2 separate regions of the Sparus aurata genome follow, and region 1 is linked to region 2. A link is a contact called in public Hi-C data. All regions are on one chromosome and are shown on one strand. Each heading gives the region's core, a stretch centred on a gene start, on an enhancer-like site or on the middle of the called end of the contact. The rest is flanking DNA. Distances are from core to core; before and after follow the strand shown. Region 1 holds the start of pdcd2l (programmed cell death 2-like). Region 2 holds the start of znf277 (zinc finger protein 277).

Region 1 (3,906 bases), core at 70-2,569, 140 kb after region 2:
TTTCTTTAATTAAGCAAACTCACAAACATTCTTTAATTGAGGCAAAAACTCCTGTCAAATATTAATGTTCCTATCTTTGTTTTTAATAAGTGGGATACTCAGGATATTAACATCTCGTCCTATAAAACAGACAAGTAGTCCAGGAAGTACTGCGTTCAGCAGTATATGAATCTTGGACTACTTATATTATGGAAAGTAATTTTTTTTATTACACATCAAAGTTGGGTGAAAAATCCTTATTCTTGTTCTCCGTTAAGGATTCTGACAAAGTATTACTCAAAAAGTACACACTAAAACTGTAAAGTAGTCTCAGAAGTACTACTTTGTTTTTGTTTTGTTTCTCACGTCATCGTTTACTTTGAAATCCAGAAGGATACCTTTGTGATACCTTCAGTTTATTACCGGGAATAATTACTGTAAAAGTCTCGTGGCTTATGTTATGTTGGTAATTGTCATTTTTGTGCTGGTTTATAGTTTCACCATCAGTGAGGAAGCTGTTACATTTCCTGACACCAGCTGTTTTATCTCCATTCTGACTCCATGGAGACTTTCTCCATTCTGTATTTGTAGTTTTTAAATATAAGGTTTTCATATTGGACAATATATACGCTGATACGGATATATCTGTGATAGGCTAATATTGGCTCTACTATTTTGCACAATGTTCACTTTGTGTGCTTCAAGGAATTTAGATGGTAAAAAATTCCAAGGGGTCATGTAACTTAAAATGACCCTGCTTGTTGTGTATTGTGAGAAACATGAGAAAACCTGCCTGAATAAACTCAGTCCACTGCACACAGTTTAAACGTGCATTTACTCATTATGTTAATACAGTTATAAAAAGACAAGTATAGTAGGGAGAGAAGGAAGATAACTGGATAAAATGGAATTGTAGAATTAGAAATGTCACAGTTATGGTTGACGTCCTTTTGGAGGTGTACAGGTGTGAAAAATCAACAGATCACATACTGGTTATAATTGATACAATTTCTGCAAGTTAAACATCTAGTAGGCAGTCAGATCTCAGGAAAATAATCATGATTGATAATTAAAGTTAATATCCGGAAGCCATATCTGAACTTTCACTCTAGCATGACTTTTGGCTACTTAGCCAGTTCTACTTTAGTGCTTTTAATTTGTAGGAGCTGATACAAAACCGGAAATTGCTAATCAAGCTAGTTCCATTCAACGTTTAAAAATTACGTTTAATTAATATTGAATTAAGACAGTTATCAAAACACAATAAAGTTATTTTTTCCAGTTTATTTAAGACAAAACCACTTAAACTGAAATTATCTCGCTGTTTACTTCCGTTACTTTAACGGAAGTGACGATGTCCGTCCTGTAGGAAGCTTTCTAAATTTACTTCAGTTTAACAGACATTCTTCACATTTTCACGCGTATGTATTATTTTTATTAACAGAACTATTTTACTGCTCGCTTCGGCCACATTTACAACAGTTTACATGTATTTCTACAACTTTAACGAACATCCGGCCGGCGGTGTTGTTTTGGTGACGGACCCTCGACGCTCACTTTGACTTCCGGTCGGTGTTTTTAACATGTGAGGGATGATGGCGGCCCCCGCTCAGGAGGGAACTCTGGTCGGACTGTGTGATGGAGAGATCGACACTAAGCGGCACCAGACTTCATATCTGACCAACAAAGTCGGGGGTCAGCCGGACTGGCTGCCGGGCATTCCCCGGCTGTCTCCCCGCTGTGGACGCTGCGGAGCCCCGCTGCTCCATGTGGTGCAGGTGTACTGTCCCCTGGATGTCTCCCCCTACCACAGACACCTCCACCTGTTCGCGTGCCCGGGTGCCGAGTGCAGCAGCGGGGCGGAGTGTTGGAGGGTGCTCCGCTCTCAGTGCCTGGAGGCGGAGGTGGCGGCAGCAGCAGCGCGGACACCCAGCCGGCCTCCCCCGGCTCAGGAGGCTCCTCTGGCGGCCACAGACTGGTGTGACACCGCTGATGACTGGGGGATGGAGGAGGAGGATGGATGGGGAGGAGGAGGAGGTGTGAAGAAGGACAGCCAGGTTCAAGAGGAGGCAGCAGCTCCTGAAGCAGATGGTGAGGAGGAAGAAGTACTCAGATATGTAACTGAAGTAAAGAAAGTAGTACTGCTGAGTAGAAATACTCAGTTACAAGTTAAAGAGCTGCGTTCAAAATCTGACTTAAAGTTTTAGCATCAGGATAAAGTTTAAGTACTTTATTACAGTGAGAGAGGTGTGAATGTGTTCGTTACATTAATAAGTAACTAAGTACTTTATAATAAACTGTGTTGATATGTGTGTGGGGAATATACTCACTGGTAGTTATACATCATCATTTATTAGTTGATTTTTGAATCCCGGTTCTACGGAAGCCTTTAGAGAACAAGTGAGGAACAAATGAAGGAAAAATAATTCTGGCAAAACAGTTGTTTCAAATATTTAATAAGTCATAAACACGGAGAGACAACAGTTTAGATCAGACTGAGAAAAATGATCAGCAGGATATTTTCCTCACTCGCCTCTCAGGGCTTCTGTTTATTACCAACCAGGTCCTGGTCCACCATCAGGTCTCAGTCTGCTGTAGAATCCTGACACCTCTGTGATATGACTCTCTGCTGTCATGGCTCCATTACAGATGGAATGAATGATCTGATTGTCATCTTTAAACTCTGGAGGGGAACGTTTGTCTGTTTCCACTTTAATGAACAGAAGATTTCCAGATTAATTTGTAGAACACGAACAGATTGCAGCTGAAATGTTTCTGTCACCTCACAGTCTGACATGCACACCAGCTTCTCCCTTATATAAACTGATCCCTCAGATTTTCCTGTCAGAAGAACTCCTTCTTCTTCTTCTTTCACTCTGTTTCCTTTCTGTCCAGCAGCCGGTGGGAGTGACGTCAGCAGCTGCCTGCAGGGTCTCAGTTTGGGAGAGTCACCGGAGGACGTTCCTGTTCCTGTTCCTGTCCTCCGCCCTTTCTTTGTCAGTGTGGTGGAGGAGGCAGATCTGGGTGGAGAGGAAGACGACCTGCAGCACGCTCAGAAGCTGCTGAAGGAGTACGAGAGGAGGGAGGGAGTGACGGTGGGAGAGCTGGAGGACGGTGAGGGTGGCGGCGGGGAGGAGAAGTACGAGAAGACGAGAGCCCGGCACGGAGACGCCGTCTTCTCCAGGTTCATGAAGAGGATCTCGCTGTGTCCTCAGCAGATTCTGCGCTACTGTCGCGGCGGAAAACCGCTCTTCATCTCCGAGCCGCCGTCCAACATGGCTCAGGTGGTTCCGGCGTGCGGCTCCTGCGGAGGATCCAGGACGTTTGAGCTGCAGCTGATGCCGGCTCTGGTCAGCCTGCTGCAGAGGAAGGACGGTGCTGAGGCCCAGCTGGAGTTCGGGACGGTGCTGGTCTATACGTGCAGAACCAGCTGCTGGACAGCAGGATCAGGATCAGGATCAGCTGTGGATGAGTTCTGCTTCATTCAGACTGACCCCGACCAGAAGTTCTTTAAATGACCGAACAGGATGAGTCTGATCCTGGAACCTGACACAGAACAGATGCAGGTGAAGAGGCAGATTACCCATAACCACCTGCTTCACAGGCAGATACCACAGGAGGACTGACAGCTTCACATTTCTCTATTTTAAACAGAAGTTAACCTGCAGTTTATGGACATCTGAGTGTCAGAACAGATCAGATGTGCTGATCAAAGACAGCTGTGATCACACTGATTGTATCCTGTGTGTCGATGCTGTCCAGGTCTGTTGCAGCTTTCATTACACTGACATTGATAAAAGTCAGATCATTTAAATTGTGCATCTCCACCTGCAGCCCTGGAAACGCTGAGCTGCAGTTCTATTGAGAACATTCGTCCTCTGTGTGAGTGCAGATCTGCTCTATAATAACCTTCTTTGGTTTGATCCT
Region 2 (3,729 bases), core at 618-3,117:
GAAGCTGCTGTCGTCTCTCTCCGCCTGCTGCTGCTCCAACACCTCCTCCTGTGGACGACCAACACCGTCAGACAAACACCACAGAGGAAGAACAACACCATCAGACAAACACCACAGAGGAAGAACAACACCGTCAGACAAACACCACAGAGGAAGAACAACACCGTCAGACAAACACCACAGAGGAAGAACAACACCGTCAGACAAACACCACAGAGGAAGAACAACACCGTCAGACAAACACCACAGAGGAAGAACAACACCGTCAGACAAACACCACAGAGGAAGAACAACACCGTCAGACAAACACCACAGAGGAAGAACAACACCGCCACCTCTTATTGTGGCTGAGACATTGAGTGTAAAGAAACAGGCGGACAAATCCACAATCTCTCATTTAACTGGAGAATTGTGTCTTTAAAAGGAATCTGGTGAACATTGGTTTGAATTGTGTCGTCTTACAAAATGTGTTTCAGCTTTTAAATTCATGTCAGCAGGTCTGAAAATGACAGCAGAGTTCTACAGTGGCGCCGAGATGAGGCTGATGTTGGACTTGGTGTCAGATCTCACCAGTCGTTTCTGTTGGAGCCTCTCTCGGAGGATTCGGTCCTCTGGAAGGACGTCACACAGCAGGAAGTAGTCCTCCTGCTTCTCTGTGAGAGCAAAAGGAGGACGAGCTTTAAATCAGACATGAGTTATAATATGTGCATCGTTAAGCAGCTTCTCATCAGGAAGATGAAGTCTGTTTCTTTAACAGAGAAATGATCAGACTGAAGGAAAACACCGGACAACACAAGCAGGTTATAAATATATATTTTACATATATGTATATATGTTACATACCACAAAATATAATTTTTTGGGCTAGTCCATCATATTTAATACCTGCCAATCTGAGAGCTACTGACGGTTTAATGTTATGTAAAAGCACAGCTGACTAATCCTGATCATCCCACAGCTGGCTGGTTTCTGAACGTCTGCAGCGGTGGATGGAAACCGTTTGTGTGTGTCATTGGTTGTAAGGTTCCTCAGAAGAAGTTCTGTGGACTCACCGACAGGTCCGGTGGAGTTTGTCTTGATCACGCTGCAGAAATCTGTGACCGGCTGCTCCAGGAATCTGCCCCTCCAGTACAACATGTACCTGATGAAACAGGAAACGCATCAGAAGAGCATCAGCGTCACTTCACCTGCAGCATGACGGAGGATGATTCAGCAGCCGGCCGTTACGCTTCATACTTTGGGAGGTCTGCGATGAGTTTGACATCTGCGATGACCAGCTTGTGCTCCAGCAGCAGGTGTTTGAGGAGGAGGTCCTTCTGCAGCAGGGGGACGGACTCGGGGCAGAACAGGCACACCAGCAGCTCGGAGCCAGGCCCCTGAGGACTGGGAGCACTGGTGCCATCAGCTGGCTGCTCTGGAAAACACAGCGGTTCCAGTATACTGTCCTGACCTGAGCACACACACACACACGCACACACACACACACACACACACACACACACACACAGGTACATCAAAACAGGTAGGTGTTACACTCTTAATTTAACACATTAACAGGTTGTAACGTGAGTGACAGTTAATTATATTCTGTCATTAAATCATTAAAACAGCAGTTGAGTCACTGTGGTTCCAGCAGGAGGTTAGCCTGTTAGCATAGTCGGCTAGCTGCTAATTGTTTAGCTCCATTACAAAGTAAACAGCTCGCGCCTGTTCCAGCTACATTAATGTCCGACAGACTCTGAGTTTATTTACAGACGAACAATCCGCTCCGAGCTGGAAACTGCCTCATTAAAGCCTCTGACGCGTCTGAGAACTCAACATACCGTGTTCACTCCCGTCACAGGCGGCCATCTTTAGTGTCATGTGGTGAAAACAGCCGCGAATTGACCAATCAGAGGTTGGAAAAAAGTATGCTGCATTCAGGGACTTCAGGTAAAACGCACACGCGGCACGGTGCGTTTAAGTGTTTTGAACTATCATCAAATCTCATGTTTATATGTCAATTATTACATGTTCAGAATCTAAACTATTACACTGTGTCACTGGGACTGACGAGATACATCCGGGTTAAAGTTTTTATTTTGTTATACGTTTTCACACAATCAATGTTGATTACTGAAGATCAATAGATGAGCTGTAGGGAAGCGTTTGCATGACAGCTGAATGTGGTTTGCCTTAAAAAAAAGAAAAAGTTAATACATTTGTTCACCTCCACACTCAGACTCTCACACATTGGCTGACCTGCTCTCTGCCCCCAGAACCTCTGAACATGTCCCTGAAGGCATCATGTAAAACCACATTTATCTGTATGAAAATGTCCCTGTTCATTCTCCGGTATGATCTACTCATCCTCAGCAGCAATAACAAAGGAAACAATGTCATCATGTCCGGAGTAAAACATTAAGGGACAACTTGACTAAACACATTATTATAAGTTTGTGGAAACACAGTGAATGTGAGGATCTCGGGCGTCCTGTGGGTCCGAACACAGAGGATCTAACAGTTGGTGACCCGGCTGATTAAAGGTTCTGTTTGTGTTCACACTGTAAGTTTCTCTCAGTAAAGTGTTGATGTGTTACTGAACTTTGACCACCAGGTGGCACAAACAGCTCACAGTTCATCGTCCTGCAGCCACTCGACTCTTTGTTGTTTCTCCAACACAAATATGATCAAGATGTCTTCATGCTGTTTGATAGAATTATACAGTTCATCAATAATATGAGCAGAACTGTTGATGTTATTGTTAAACAGCACACTTCTTCAAATTAATTATCAAAATAATGTAAACCAGTGATGGAAATAATTAGATTTACTAAAGTGCATATTATTATTATTGTTGCTGTTGTTGTTGTTGTTGTTGTTGTTGTTGTTGTTGTTATTATTATTAGTAGTAGTAGTAGTAGTAGTATTATGAGTATTATTATTATTATTATTATATACACAAACATTTTAAAACACAACACTTTTTGAGATGCTGCTATTATTATCGTGAAAATCAAGAAGTATTTTATGTTGATTATAACAATATAATGAGTCTGAGTAAGATATTGTCCACTTTTAATGACACAGGATCTTCTGCTTGTGGAGTATCTTTAAAGGTGCAAAGGTGAATTTTGTTGAAAACATTTAAGACTTCACTAAAATTCATATCCTCCAACATTAGGTGCTGAAAAACAGGGAGATTGTGTAAATGTCAGTGATGTGTAAACACAAACAGCCATTCAGCACAAACACTGTTCATAACATTATACTAATACTATCAGTCAGTGTTGTAATAAGTGACTGACACAAATACTACTTCAGTAAAATGATGCATATATACAGCTTATCTATACTTGTGTATAACCTGTATACTTTACAGCAGGTTGACTGGTTATTTTCAGCCCGGTTGATTATTTTAATCTGTTGTAGATAAATAAATAAATTAATCTAGTGAAGAACTACTTCAGCTCAGATGTAATCTGCAAAGTAACTAGTAATTTAAATGAAAAATAAATAAAAAGTGGGGTAAATTACAGCATTTGTCTCCAGAATGAAGCCGGTTGGAAGTACAACGTCTGAATAATGAAATACTCGAGTGAAGGACGAGTAAAAAAAAAAATTGTACTTGAGTAAATGTAGAAAATGTAGATTTAAAAAGGAGCAGTTCATCTAAATGTGAATGAAGATGCATCAGATGAATAAAAGTACGACTGTCCTTCAGAAATAACAAGTTCATCTTTCTGTTTG

The links. Hi-C and Micro-C count contacts between places; a contact is called where the count stands out from the background.
Region 1: a Hi-C map of skeletal muscle shows a contact between it and region 2, with 7 times the contacts expected there. The contact joins the promoter of pdcd2l here to the promoter of znf277 in region 2. A contact is called at or near these places in 2 of 2 Hi-C or Micro-C datasets (skeletal muscle and an unstated tissue).

Annotation. Positions count from the first base shown.
Region 1 is chr8:1,792,685-1,796,590 of fSpaAur1.1, forward strand. It overlaps pdcd2l (programmed cell death 2-like), which reads left to right and starts at 1,320. Exons shown (of 2, transcript XM_030426460.1): 1 at 1,320-2,070; 2 at 2,875-3,906. The coding sequence starts at 1,572. The coding sequence ends at 3,497.
Region 2 is chr8:1,654,734-1,658,462 of fSpaAur1.1, forward strand. znf277 (zinc finger protein 277) reads right to left here and starts at 1,868. Exons shown (of 12, transcript XM_030426801.1): 1 at 1,824-1,868; 2 at 1,237-1,450; 3 at 1,053-1,141; 4 at 571-653; 5 at 1-48. The coding sequence starts at 1,863.